Regions from separate parts of the Mus musculus genome. Here region 1 is linked to region 2. The links are chromatin contacts, called in public Hi-C maps. All regions are on one chromosome and are shown on one strand. Each heading gives the region's core, a stretch centred on a gene start, on an enhancer-like site or on the middle of the called end of the contact. The rest is flanking DNA. Distances are from core to core; before and after follow the strand shown. Region 1 holds the start of Plscr4 (phospholipid scramblase 4). Region 2 has its middle 59 kb from the start of 1700057G04Rik.

Region 1 (6,838 bases), core at 1,576-4,075, 88 kb before region 2:
ATTTTCCTTATAAATATGCACACGGAAATATGCAAGAATATATAAACACTCAAAGTAACAATAATTCATTCTGTCTTCCGAATGTCTCAAAGGCTGCAGCATACATACATACATACATATGTACATACATACGTACATGCTGTAACTGTGTGCATACCCTGTGGTGTGCCTGTAGTTACTGTTAGTATTTTACCTAGCACTTTACCATACTCACATGTTAGAACATTTACTCTTTCCTAAAGTTTAGGAGTAGGTATCTTCTATCTCCTGATGCATCAAATTAAACAACTAAATCCTAGCAGATGATTTCCAAACAGTTTCAAAGCCTGCTCCATTACAGAGAATGCTACCATGAGCATCTTTAAGGAAGACTTTGACAGATTTTAATTTTTTCTTGGGCACGTATTTTTACAGAACGAATTGCAAAAGAAAAATAATGAATACAACTATTCTCAGCTCTCTCTTTATGATATGTTTCGCCAACTCATATTTCTCCTTGAAGTTTGCACGTGTACATTGCTCTTGCTGTGTCAGCAACAACAAAATGATTAGATATTCAACATCAGGTCTAGTAAAAGTTAGCATGGTATTTTAATTGCCTAACTTTTTTTGCTCATCTGACTGCTACTGACAATCACCTGTTCCAGCTGTGGTTGAATTACCTTTCTTTTTTCTAACAACCCCTCATTCATGTCTGATTTTTATGTACTTATGCTCACAAATAAGTTCTTAATGGGCCCAGGTTTTGCAGATGTTTCCCATTTCTCATGTTCACAAACCTTTGGGTTTTATGCATCTGGATTCAAATTATCCATCCTGACTACATTTTATGTTAACACACTTTATATTAACTATAATAACAGTTTTATTATTAGTTTACCCAAATAAATGCCGAGTGCTCCAATTATAATCAATTTAAATGTTATTTGCCAGTCCCCTTTTACTGACTTAAAATGTATGTTTATTAAATACCCATTTTTATTTTATCCTTAAATCTCTTTCTTCAGTTTTATTGTAATGTCTGGGATCATTCTACTGTCTGTTCATTCTTTAGAATACCCCCTTTTTTTTTTAATATAAAACAAGCTGCCATGTATTTCATTTAAATTGCAGTGTGGCAATTCTTTCAAATAGTCTAGCTAAAGAGCCAGTTTAAAACTATGAATGAGTTACGATTCTGTTTAATTATGTATTATTTAAGGGACATGATATTTTCACCTAAGAAAATAAATTTTATTGGGGTCTCATGTGTAGCATAATTTTAATACTTGGAGTTTCATATTCATATTTTTATCCACAATTCATAGTTTAAATAAATTTGTCATTTTTCTGTTATTTATACTAAAGTGTGTTTTCACTGTACTTTCCTGTAGTTGAGCCTCAAAAGACTTACAAAGTGTGATGCAACTGGAATGCTTATTAACTTTGTTATTGTCCCTAGGCACTTAAATTATGCATAATGTGCCATCTTTGTGTCCTCTGTTCTGGTGATGTCATTGGGCCATACAATGTGACAGTGTGGCTACTTTAAGGGTTACATAATGCCTTGCTTCCTTATTTCCCATAACAAGGAGCTGGAAGGTGGAGGTTGTGTGTTTACTTCTGCAGTAACATCTGTATCCCAGAAGTATCTTGGAAATCAACCTTACTGCATAATGTCTTCATAATATACTTCTGTTACTCTTGCTGGCTCCACTTAAACTACTATAGACAAAATAAAAGCGCAAACATACTGCGGTTCTTAAAAGTGGGTACATCCACACAATATAAGATATAAAATTCTAAGTCCTAAAAGGCTAATATTGTACTCTGTAAAGTAATGGGGGGGGGGGACACAAACAAACAAACAAACAAAAACTTGTCTCTATCTTTTAGCCCCTGCCAGTAAAACCTTGCAAAGTTATCTGAAAACATCTATGCCCAAGGCCCTAGGAGAGACCCACAGAGCTGCAAGGAGGGGACAGGCTCCACTGGTGCAAGAGGGAAAAGTGTGGAGAGGGTCTCCTGGGAAGGGCCTGCACCCTCGAGAGTTCATGTCACCAGGGCCGAATGATGCTCCCATAGAGCCTTCACCCAGCACCCCATTGTCCTATCAAGAGCCGGGGGAAACCAAGCGGACCCCAACACAAGAAACCCCACCCCGCTCCACAAAGCGAAAGTTGCGCAACCACCTGCGGCTGAGCTGCCCCGCCTCCTCCACTGTCACGGAGCCCGCGCCCTCCATCCCGCATCCCCCTAATCTCCCAGGGTCCCCCGCTCCCCGCTGGCCCCTCTCACCGCCCGCAGCTGCAGGCGTCGCCGGCTGAGCTCGCTGTCCTGCCTGGGGGAAGGCGAGAGGCGCCGAGGAGCTGGGACGATCCACGCGGGGCAGCCGGGGGAGCCTTCCCGGGAGGGCTTCCTGCAGGGTGGGGCGCCGGCGTCCTGAACCCTAGCCAAACGCAGGGTAAACAAGTTGTGGGCGCCAGCGAAGCCCGCGGGGTTGAGCTCCGAACCGCTCCTCTGCTGGTGGCGGGAAGCAGCTGGTCTACCAGCCTCACTGCTCGGCTCTCATTCCCATCCCTGGAGGAGACCAGTTTGATCTGGGAGGGAGAGGGACTAGGACTGGGGTGCTGGTGGGGGTAGAAGCAGGCTCAAGATTTCTGACTCTCTAAAGAGGACTTTGGTTACTTGGTTAATTGCTGCTGTCAGGCACACATAGTTTTATCAAATTAAAGTGGTTCGGTCCGGTACAGTTAGCTGAAGGAAGTGGACGAACCAAATGTCCTTTGACCTCACTCAGAACCACAACTGGGCACAGCCTGACCTGAAGAAGCTGCCGAGAACTTGGCCTTGCAGGCTGCGCTCTGGGAGGAGTTTACATGGGGGTGGAGTTCTGGAATTTTCCATTTTCCCTCGCACATGATTTGTCAGAATAGATTTAACAATTAATAATGTTCTGGTCGGTAATATCTGCCAAGAATACTTCTCAAATGAAGAAATACAGCCTTTTATTGAAAGCATGAAACAAACAAACTGACATCAAAGTCTTAGCGAGATGTAATGGTTTGAGTTTGTTAGAGGGACCAAGAAATTGAGCTTGTGAGTGTGAATATCTAGATTGGCCTCATGAGAGATACCAAAAGCATTCAAGATCAAAACATGTCTGTGGAAAGAGAGGCCCATTGGTCTTGCAAATTTTATATGCCTCAGTACAGGGGAACGGCAGGGCCAAGAAGTGGGAGTGGGTGGGGGGATATATGGGGGACTTTTGGGATAGCATTGGAAATGTAAATGAAGAAAATACCTAATTAAAATAAAATTTTAAAAAATCATGTCTGTGAAGCATTGCTTGGAAGACAAATCAAATATATGAGAGCAACCACATAGGCACTCAGGAGCTATGAGCCAACCACATAGGCACTCAGGAGCCATGAGCCACCGCAGAATTCATGGGCTTTTGCATTTCCAGAGCAGGTGTCCAGCCTGAATTCCTGAGGGTTTGGGGGTGGGGGCTGATACACACTTTCTTTATGAATCCCTACTGCAACGTGCCTCTGTCTCTTTGACACTCTTGGGGAGGGAGAGGTGTTTTGTGTTGTGTTTACAACAGTCTTAATGTCAGTAATGGAGCAGTTCAGTAAAATTAAAGTTTCCCCAGGTTCCATTTCCTCAATCCTGTGTTTTTACTGTAATGTTCACAAACGCACAAGCTGTAAAACTATACAGAATATGGCATTTGGGTCAGCCATCAGTTACTTGGGTTTTGACAAAACTTAGATTAAAAAAAAAAAGGCAGCATTTATAGTGTCCCATGTGTGTGATTTCTTTCTTTCTTTGTTTGTTTGGTTTTTTTTTTTTTTTTTTTTTTTTTTTTCGAGACAGGGTTTCTCTGTGTAGCTTTGGCTGTCCTGGAACTCACTCTGTAGACCAGGCTGGCCTGGAACTTAGAAATCTGCCTGCCTCTGCCTCCCGAGTGCTGGCATAAAAGGTATATGCCACCACTGCCCCGTGTGATTTCTTGACTTAACTGGTTTTGCTTGCTTGCTTGCTTGCTTGCTTGCTTGCTTGCTTGCTTGCTTGCTTGCTTGCTTGTATCTGTATTTTTCCGTTCTCTTGAGCCTCTAAGTCTGCTTTTCTTTTCTGGCACAACCTTTGAGATGATTCCACAGCCTTTCTAAAATCTTAGCATATTTTATGCTGTATATTATGTTGACTTTTAAAACAGATACTTACACACACAAAGTAAAGGGTTACATTGTGACATCTTCTTACATATGTGTCAATATACTTGGTTGTTATCCAAGCTTCTTCCCACTACACTTTCCCATTCCTTTTCCCCATTCCCCATACCCTCTGCCTTCTCTCTTCTTGTGGTCCCCTTTGTCCTCAAGAGCCACCCCACTCTCAGCCCCTTCCTGGTTTCATGTTCTATTCCATTTATATTCTATTCACCTCTCTTTCTATGAGTTTCTTTTCTTGTTGCTATGATAAAGTATTCTGGCAAATGCTAGTTAAAGGAGAAAAGACTTATTCTGGTTCACAGTTCAAGGCTACAATCCTTTACAGATATACCCTAGGATTTTCTCCTACATAATTCTAAATTCTAATAAAATAATGGCACTAAACTATCACATGGGCCCCCTTACTCCTCCCAAGATACACTGGAGCAGGGAGGGCAGTAAGAGGGAGGGAGAAAGGAGAGGTAGGGAGGAAGGATGGATAGATGGAGGAAGGGATGGAGGGAGTGGGAGAGGAAGAGAAGATGAGGACAAGGAGGGAGGAAGAGTTAGAGCTACACCTAAGCCTAAAATTTCACATGTCGTAAGGTCTATATGTACTCATCTGTGAATATAAGATAAATATTTAGAATGTAAATAGATATTCTTCTATTATAGCAAAGCGGTAGTTGTCGATTTGCTTTCAAGATCCCTGACTTCACTAGCTATAGGGAGTTGGCTAGGTTACCAGTATCAGGTTCCCTGTTGTTGAGTAGACCTTACAACCAACAGAGATGATGGTTATCAACAAAGGGTGTGTACCACTGTTGTAACCTTAGTGTTATCTTCCTAGTCTGGCCATTGTTGTGGTTCAGAGGAATCATAACTGGGTAGGACTATTGGTTGCTTCCTTGGGAGAGAGTCCATGACATCTGGTACTATGTTAACTAGTCCTCAGAAAAGAGGCTTTCAGGTTAGAATCCGCTCAGACCTTCCTTCTTTCCTGACCAAACTTCACAGTATCTTCAACAATTTGGGACTTGGTGTGATATTTCTCCTTTGTAATCTAGCTTACTTCGTTTAATAGAATGATACTCAGTTTCATCCTTTTTCCTACAAATCTCCTAATTTAGTTTTTGTGACTGAATAAAATCTCATGGTGCATATGTATCATATTTTTGGTATCCATTTATCTTTTGGTGAATGTCTAAGCTCTGATTTTATTTTTTTATTTCTATCTATTGTAGAAATTGAAGCAATACTACAAATGTGCAAGTAACTCTGTAGTTAACAGGTATAATTTTATGGGTGTATAACTAGGAGTGGTGTAGCTGGGTCATATGGTAGTTTAGCTTTTGGGGGGAGCTACCATAATGATTTTCATAGTCGTTACGAAACATTTACAAAATGGCCAACCCTACATAGGGCGTCTCACGTCGTCACATTTTTACCAACATGGATTTATTGGTGTTTGGCATTCTGACTAGGGCAAGTGGAAAATTTAAATTCATTTTAATTTGCATTTCCCTGATGGCTAAAGATGTTGAACATTTCTTCAAATTCTCATTGGACATTTACAGTTCTGTTATTCAATACCCCATTTATTGATAAGATTATTTTTAGTCTGCAGTTATTTTATATCATTTAAATTCTAGCCCTTGGTCTGATATATAGTTGGCAAGTATTATTCTCTGTCTGTAGGCTGTGCATGATTGCTTCTTTGGCTATTCAGAGGCCTCTAGAATCACATAATCCTTTTTGTCAAATCAGAGGCTTGTTTCCTGTGACGCTCACCTTTTTTAAAGGAAGTCTGCACCTGTATTTGACATTAGGTCACAACTTATCTATATGTTATTCTATCCATCTTAAGGTAAAGCCTTACATTAAGGCCTTTAACTTGTTTTGAATTGATTTTTGTACAGGTGAGATGCAGGGATCTAGTTATCCAAGCACCATTTACTAAGAAGCCCCTCCCTCCATCTAAGTTTCTAGCAATTTTGTAAAGAAAAAAAAAAGTGACAGTAACTCTTTGCCCTTGCTTGTGGGTTGTTCCATCTACCCTGTGTCTGTTTGGTGATGCTGCTGTGCTATTTTTATTATTGTAATTCTGACAGAATTTGAGATCAGCTATTATGGTACTCCAGCGGAGATCTTTCTGCTCAGAATTGCTCTGGTCATTGGAGTCTTTTGTGTTTCCAGTATGAATTTGGAATTTTTTTGTTGTTGTCCTGTGAAAAACTCATTGAAATTTGGGAGGGGATTATGTTGACTCTGTAGTCTTATTTCTATAACATAGACATTTTCACAATATTAATTCTGCCAGTGAGACATCATTCTATTTTCTGGTGTATTCTTCAACTTCTTTCTCTTGGACTTTAAAGTTTTGTTAGCAAGGTTTTTCGCTCCCTTGTTTCTTGTATTTTAAAAATATTTTTAAACTACTATGAGTGAGCTTTTCCCCTTATTTTTACAAAGAGACCTGACTTACAGGTATTGACTTTGTAATCTACTACTCTGCCAAAGCAGTTTTCCAAGTCTAATAAGACTGTTCTAGATCTTGGTCCGGGACCCGCCGAACTTAGGAAATTAGTCTGAACAGGTGAGAGGGTGCGCCAGAGAACCTGACAGCCTCTGGAACAGGC
Region 2 (7,669 bases), core at 1,483-3,982:
TTTATAACATACTTAATTAGAAAAAAGCATGTATATTAAATGAATCCATAAGTGTCAACTATAGTCTTACAATCTCTAATGTATATGAAAGATCCTCCTTAGTGTTTTTTATTTATTAAAATTTCATCTTCATGAAAAAAATAATTTGCATGTAACAGGAAAATTAAGAGTTGAACTATGAATGACAATGTCTCAGACTGGGCAATGAAACTGAGCTATCTGGACAGTTACCTGTATTCTTTTTCTAGATCAGATTTCTAGAATAATCCAGAATCATGGGTTCCCTGAAATAAGTTTGAGGAACTTATGTGGGAACCTTATTTCAGGAGCCAGACTAGTGTAGCATATCTGAATGCAGAATGCCATCTTTAGAAAGAAAGATTTAATTGGAACCGACTTACTGTTTCAGAGGTTTAATCCATTGTCATGGCAGGAAACAGCAGTATACAGGCAGACATGGTACTGGAAAAGAAGCTGAGAGTTCTGCCTGTTGGATCTGCAGTCAGCAGGAGTTTGTGTGTTACATTGGGCAAAGCTTGAGCAAAGGAGACTTCAAAGCCTGCCCCAACAAGGCCACACCTCCTAATAGTAGTACTCCCTATGGGTCAAGAATCCAAACACACGAGTCTATGGGGGCCATTCTTATTCAAACCATCACACCAATCTTGATTAATGTTCTTGTGTTCACGGAGAGTCAAACACAACCTGGAAGAAAGTGTTTGGTAGAATAAATCCACTCATCTCAGAGCCCAAAAATTAATGAGAAAGCAAAGCAAGAGACTAGATAGAGTCTCACAGTCCCTTTGAAGGCATGTCGCTAATGTCCTAAGACTCCACAAAACTCCATCATCTAAAAGCTCTAAACCCCCCACCTCCAAAGTGTCACCAGGCTAGGGACCAAGCCTTTTGTGGGTCATTTCAGATCCAACTTATAGAATCATTATGAGTAAAGTTGTTGGGAACATCCTTGGCATGATTTTATGTGGACATGTTTTTGGCTAATTTGATTGTATATATAGGAGCTGTTAGATGCAATTTATGTTCATTTGTGACAAATGTATCATAATGTATTAAGGGTATTAAAAAAAAAAAACTCTTCCAGAATGAAGATTTCATTTTTTTAAAGAATTATAAATAACATGTGGCCAGTAACTACAGACATAATTATCAAAGTTAATTATTCATAGAATGTCAGAAAATTAATATTAATGGCACAAACAAACAGTAATTAAATCTCATGCAACCTGATGCAGAATAAGACATTTTCCTAATGTTAGTGTTCAATGTTCACATTTGCATACGGGGTTTCTAATAGCCAAGTATGAATGCAACATGAAATGGAAGTAACATTTTTAGAGTTAGTTGCATCCTCAAAATCTAGACTTATAAATAAAATTATGATGCTACTCAAAATAAACATTACTACATGTATGAAAATTAAAGTTTAAAGTCTAATAAAATATAAACTATTTTGTTATAGTTATAATGATTTAGTATCCTAAAAAGAACTTATTTATATCATCACAGATCAAGTAAGTTCTAATATACATTATACCACATCCAAATGTTCCAAGTCAAATGAACAGGTGGGTGCTGTCCCAGTTGTCCACATCCATTGTGGGTTGTAGATTATAAAAACAAAACAAAACAAAACAAAGCCATAATATATATTATATGAATGCTCTAAAGTGAGATAGATTGAATTGATTTAAACATTAGGTTAAAAAGATTAACACTATTGAAATAGCATGAGTAGAGTCAGGAACTAAAATTTTTATTTTCTCTCTTTGGCATATCATTAATGCCCTCTTTTAAAATTGTTTTTAGTGGACATATTTATGTTTTATATTTGTATTCAGTACTTGAACTAAATCCAAAAAGAATCCTAGGAATGCAACATGTCCCAATTAATCCAATCAGTACCAGTTAGGTGAATTCCTATCAATATTGCCATGTGACTACTTCAACCTCTTTTAATAAAATTATCTTTCTGTTTCAGAATTATTGGATCCTTTTTCCTCTTTAATTTAATAGTAAAGGGCAGACAGCCTGACATTTTGTCTAAGCAACAGCCAAATGAAACATTTAAAATATGGCTTTGGTACATATCAATCTCCAGTGGCCTTATTTTTATGAATTTATCACTAATCTCCATGGCATTACAATGCACTATTGACCCTGGGTTAAAGTTAATCATTCTGTGTTTGCTTTGTCTTGCTTGGAATTAGACTTAAATATTATAAATATACAAACCCAGCTTCCAGCTCAATATTTCAGAGGATGGTTTTAGCAGTGTTTATGAGGATGCTGAAGTTATTCCAAAATCTACTCCCATCATTTTGGGGATGAATATCGTCTCATCAATTCTTAAACATGTTCAAAATTGCAACCACATAGCTAAAAGACAACTATACTTTAAAAAAATCCCAACCAAATAGATAAACTTGAAAACTTTAGAATTATTTAGATGAAGTATGTCATACCTATATTTAAACTTTGAGGAAATGAAAAACATTTTGCAAGATTGGCCATTTTGTTTTACATTCTCACAAGCAATATAAGAGCGTTCCACATTCTCTGCACTCTAATTTTGATGTAATAAACTTACTTGTCTGGTGTTGTTACTACTATTGCTTGAGCTTTATGTTAGATAGAAGAAACCACACCCTTATCCAGTGTTAATACTTTATTTTGTTTTTCTAGTAGTGTTAAAGTTTCAGTTCCTTTGCTTCTGTTTATGGTCTGCTTTGAAAGAATGTCTGTTTGTGGTTAATGTAATCATCCAACTTGACTCATTTGTGTGTCAATGCCTACTTAATTCAGAAAAAAAATAACCTGTTGATGACACATTTTTCCCTTAATTTTTTTTGAGTCCTGTAGACCACCAACTGTTCATAAGTATGAACTATACTTCTGAACATTCTAATCTTCCACTGATATGTATGTTTCTTTTATGTTAGTTCCAGACTATCAGTATAATTTTTACAATGGGAAAGTCTGAATCCTTCAAATTAAGCTTAAAAAAATAAAAGATTGCATTGTAAACTAACTTAAAAATAAATAAACAAAAGGCAGACTCATTTAAAAATACACTATTATTTTTTCCAAGTTCTTTCCAAATGCTTTCAGGATGCAGAAACTATGTATGTCATGTACAGAATGGCCCACACATCGTCCTTATAATTTCCTATTGAAGTGATCCAGGCACTTCCTACCCATCACCCAACTCTTGAGACATGCAAAATTTTAAGTAGTAGGCACAAGAGTGTGCTATTGTTGCTGCAGTAGCAAGTCAACCCTCTATGTGTCATGTCCTGATTATGAAGTTAGAATTCTAAAGATTGGCTTCAGGACTCTGTTCCTCGTGGAGCAATTGGTAAGGCATGCCTGTTGCTTAAGGTGGCCCATGTGCCTTAGATTAAGGAATCTTTCCTGAAATTTCAAACCCAGGAAGAGAGAACACTTTCTCTAGGGACACTTGTAATAGGTTTCAAGTTGCACAGACAAAGCTGTGGAATCCATCTTAACTCTCACATAGGCCGCATTCCTTCCAGAAGGTTCTTCCCATTGAGTTATGAATGCTTCCGCTGCTGAGCTGTTGGCTTGGTAGCTTTTGTGAAGCTGAGGAGAAAGGGTAAGAGTAATGCTCCAAAGTGAGTTCTTTCTGAGATGACTCTGCTTTTCTTGAATAAGTATTATCTAGATCTTTGCAAACCTTTGGTTAATTGTGAATTTTGAAATTTTAAAACTAGTGTTCTGAAAGCTTTTCTTGAGAGGTTTCCAGAGGCCCTCCTTCATTTTAAATCTCTGTATGTACAAGTGACACAATATCTGTAGACTGACTGTTATGTGAAATTATGAATAAACCTGAACATGATAAATATACTTTTAAAACTCCAGTTGCCTACACATAAGCTTTTATGTTTCAATAAGTATATTATGTTGATAAAATATTATTGGTATATATTTTAAGGTATGTGTTAATATAAATATGTTTAATGGATGTAAAATGTATTAGCTTTTCAAACACATGGTGCCAAACAAAGAGATACAATGTAATCATGCTGGATACATTGTGTGAATGTTCTCACATATCTTAATACCTATTCATGATTATCTCCAGTTTCATAAAGAAATATATCACTGGTAGAAGACCTAAAATATACTAATTTTGTGCTCTGTGACAATTTAAATGTTTTCTGTGTCACAGGCTTTCAAAGAACAGTGACAACACATAATTCTATGAAGTGCTTGTTTCACTTGAAGGCTTGGAGAGAATATGGATCTTGATTGACATATGCCTCAACCTAATGCATGTTTATTAATTCTGGAAGAAAGTTAAGATTTTTACATGTAATCACACACACCAAAGTAGCTTATCTTTGGCATGGATTGAGAGATGATGCAGTGGGGGAATGTATAGATACTCCTAATTCAATTCCCTTTATAAGGCAAATTTGGTGTTGTCACGTGAACATAAGGTTAGGGGTAGACAGGGAGACTGAAGAAAAATAGCTGGAGCAGGAAGAGCATGGAGTGAAAGTGATGAGCGTGGAAGGAGAACGTGCATGAGGGCAGAAGAAACATCCATATATATGTATGTATAAATATATGTATGTGTATAGGTATGTATATGTGTATGTATATATGTTTATGATGTATATGTATGTGTATATATGTATATACTAATTTGTACACACATTGTGTAGCAATAATAAGCAAAGGAAAACTAGCTATCAACTTGAGAGTAGAATGGACATGAAAGAAGTTTGGCAGTAGTTTGGAGGGCCTGGAGGTAAGAAAAGTGGATAGAATCCATTTCTATTAAAAAATATACATTTTTTTTCTTAAAAAGTAAGATCTTCTTATGTCAGACTAGAAGCCTTAAGACGCCCGTGAATCCTTCTGCCTGAACTAGAATTTCATAGAGTAGGATATAAGCTTCATTTAAAATGGCAGGAAGCCCTGGACATTGCCTGGGCAGCACAGTATGAGAGAATCAACCGTAAGTCTTGAGAGCTTGACAGTGGAAGACCTGGCCCCACCCCTTTCCTGGGAAAATTGGGGAAGCTGACCCTAGTGACACAGGCACAGGAGGTCTGGTAGGCTGACCAATTCAGCTTCCAACCAGGCCCAGATCCAGGGCTTTGAGTTGGCGCACCCCAACATCTACCCCAGCTATGAACTGCTGGAACACAAGGAAGGGCCAGCCCTGCAGATCCAAAGCTGCAGGATCTCCATGACAGAGAGCAATAACAGGGTAATCAAGAGGAATCTGGTTGGGGATTCAGTATTGATGGTGAAGCCAGAGGCCCCAAAACAAACCAATGGCTCATTGCAATGATCATTTGCACGTAAACCTGTTGGGGGAAAGAGTACACTGTGTGACACTGCGACACACCACAACTACCACAGTGAGGCTTTTGCAGTTGTTTTCAATTGTGTGGTGAGGGTGGGCAGCTGCAAAGGTAGAGGGCAGACATGAAAGGATGGCATGGCTAAAACCATCCAGTGGAAAAAAAAACAGCATTTTCAATAAATGGTGCTGGCTCAACTGGCAGTTATTATGTAGAAGAATTCGAATTGATCCATTCTTATCTCCTAAAGTCTTAGTGGATCAAGGAACTCCACATAAAACCAGAGACACTAAAACTTATAGAGGAGAAAGTGGGGGAAAGCCTCGAAGATATGAGCACAGGGGGATAATTCCTGAACAGAACACCAATGGCTTGTGCTGTAAGATCCAGTATCAACAAATGGGACCTCATAAAATTGCAAAGCTTCTGTAAGGCAAAAGATACTGTCAATAAGACAAAAAGGCCACCAACAGATTGGGAAAGGATCTTTACCTATCCTAAATCAGATAGGGGACTAATATCCAATATATACAAAGAACTCAAGAAGCTGGACTCCAGAAATTCAAATAATTCCATTAAAAAATGGGGTACAAAGCTAAACAAAGAATTCTCAACTGAGGAACACTGAATGGCTGAGAAGCACCTGAAAAAATGTAACATCCTTAATCATCAGGGAAATGGAAATCAAAACAACCCTGAGATTCCACCTCACACCAGTCAGAATGGCTAAGATCAAAAACTCAGGTGACAGCAGATGCTGGTCAGGATGTGGTGAAATAGGTACAGTCCTCCATTACTGGTGGGATTGCAAGCTTGTACAACCACTCTGGAAATCAGTCTGACGGTTCCTCAGAAAATTGGACATAGTACTACCAGAAGATCCAGCAATACCTCTCCTGGGCATATACCCAGAAGATGTTCCACCATGTATAAGGACACATGCTCCACTATGTTCATTGAAGCCTTATTTATAGCAGCCAGAAGCTGGAAAGAACCCAGATGTACCTCAGCAAATGAATGGATACAGAAAATGTGGTACATTTACACAATGGAGTACTACTTAGCTATTAAAAACAATAAATTTATGAAATTCTTAGGCAAATGGATGGATCTGGAGGATATCATCCTGAGGGAGGTAACCCAATCACAAAAGAACTCACATGATCTGAACTCACTGACAAGTGGATATTAGCCTAGAAACTTAGAATACCCAAGATACAATTTGCAAAACACATGAAACTCAAGAAGAAGGAAGACAAAAGTGTGGATACTTCGTTCCTCCTTAGAATGGGGAACAAAATACCCATGGAAGGAGTTACAGAGACAAATTTTAGAGCTGAGATGGAAGGAAGGACCATCCAGAGACTGCCCCACCTGGGGATCCATCCCATATACAACCAGCAAACGCAGACACTATTGCATATGCCAGCAAGATTTTGCTGTCAGGGCCCTGCTATAGCTGTCTCTTGTGAGGCTATGTCAGTGCCTGGCAAATACAGAAGTGGATGCTCACAGTCCTTTACTGGATGGAACGCAGGGCCCCCAATGGAGGAGCTAGAGAAAGTACTCAAGGAGCTGAAGGGGTCTGCAACCCTATAGGTGGAACAACAATATGAACTAACCAGTACCCCCAGAGCTCATGTCTCTAGCTGCATATGTAGCAGAAGATGGCCTAGTCGGCCATCATTTGGATGGCCTTAGTTTTGCAAAGATTATATGCCCCAGTACAGGGGAATGCCAGGACCAGGAAGTGGGGGTGGGTGGGTTGGGGAATAGGGTGGGGGAAGGTATAGGGGACTTTTGGGATAGCATTTGAAATGTAAATGAAGAAAGTATCTAATAAAAATTTTTGTTGTTGTTGTTGTTTTAAAAAGAAGGGGTGGCATGAAGGGATGGCCAGGTGAATTTGGATTGGTGCATAATGGGAAACTCACAAAGACTCAATTAAAAAAAAACTAAACCAAAGTCAAACAAAACAAAGTAACAAAAAAAAACCTTCCTGGATCTTTTTCTGTGATGTTACTAATAATTATGTCTTTAACTTTTGGAGTATCTGATTTACACATAGTGTTATGTCATAGTTTATTTAGCCATTTTTGTCACTGGGTAATTTAAATGGTGTCTAGTTTTACTTGATACTTATGAGTCCTTTCCCAAAATTCCTTGTATGTCTTCTTCCAGTAGACTTCTAAAAGTAAAATTGTTGAGCTGAAATATTGTAGATATTCTTTTTTATTTATAATGTCTTGACAGTTTTTTAAAGAACTCTTCCAATTTCTTGGTTCTCACTTTCTGCAGTAGGTTATCAGGTT

What was found. A called contact is a pair of places that touch in the nucleus more often than the background predicts.
Region 1: a Hi-C map of bone marrow-derived macrophages shows a contact between it and region 2, with 2.0 times the contacts expected there. The contact joins the promoter of Plscr4 here to the enhancer-like site in region 2. A contact is called at or near these places in 5 of 39 promoter capture datasets (the 3T3-L1 cell line, 3T3-L1-derived adipocytes, the C10 cell line and 2 more), 4 of 484 Hi-C or Micro-C datasets (bone marrow-derived macrophages, uterus and ventricular fibroblasts), 2 of 115 datasets of contacts at active chromatin or transcription factors (bone marrow-derived macrophages and cardiomyocytes) and 3 of 9 other capture datasets (adipose tissue, liver and pancreatic islet).

What each region holds. Positions count from the first base shown.
Region 1 is chr9:92,453,365-92,460,202 of GRCm38.p6, reverse strand. It overlaps Plscr4 (phospholipid scramblase 4), which reads right to left and starts at 2,825. Exons shown (of 9, transcript NM_178711.3): 1 at 2,278-2,825.
Region 2 is chr9:92,364,219-92,371,887 of GRCm38.p6, reverse strand. No RefSeq gene overlaps it. Among named protein-coding and RNA genes, the nearest start is that of 1700057G04Rik, 59 kb to the right of the region's middle. Within about 2 kb of position 2,732, at least 12 of the 459 cell types and tissues checked have an H3K27ac peak or open chromatin away from gene starts, as enhancers often do. A contact at or near this core is called in bone marrow-derived macrophages, where this site is marked.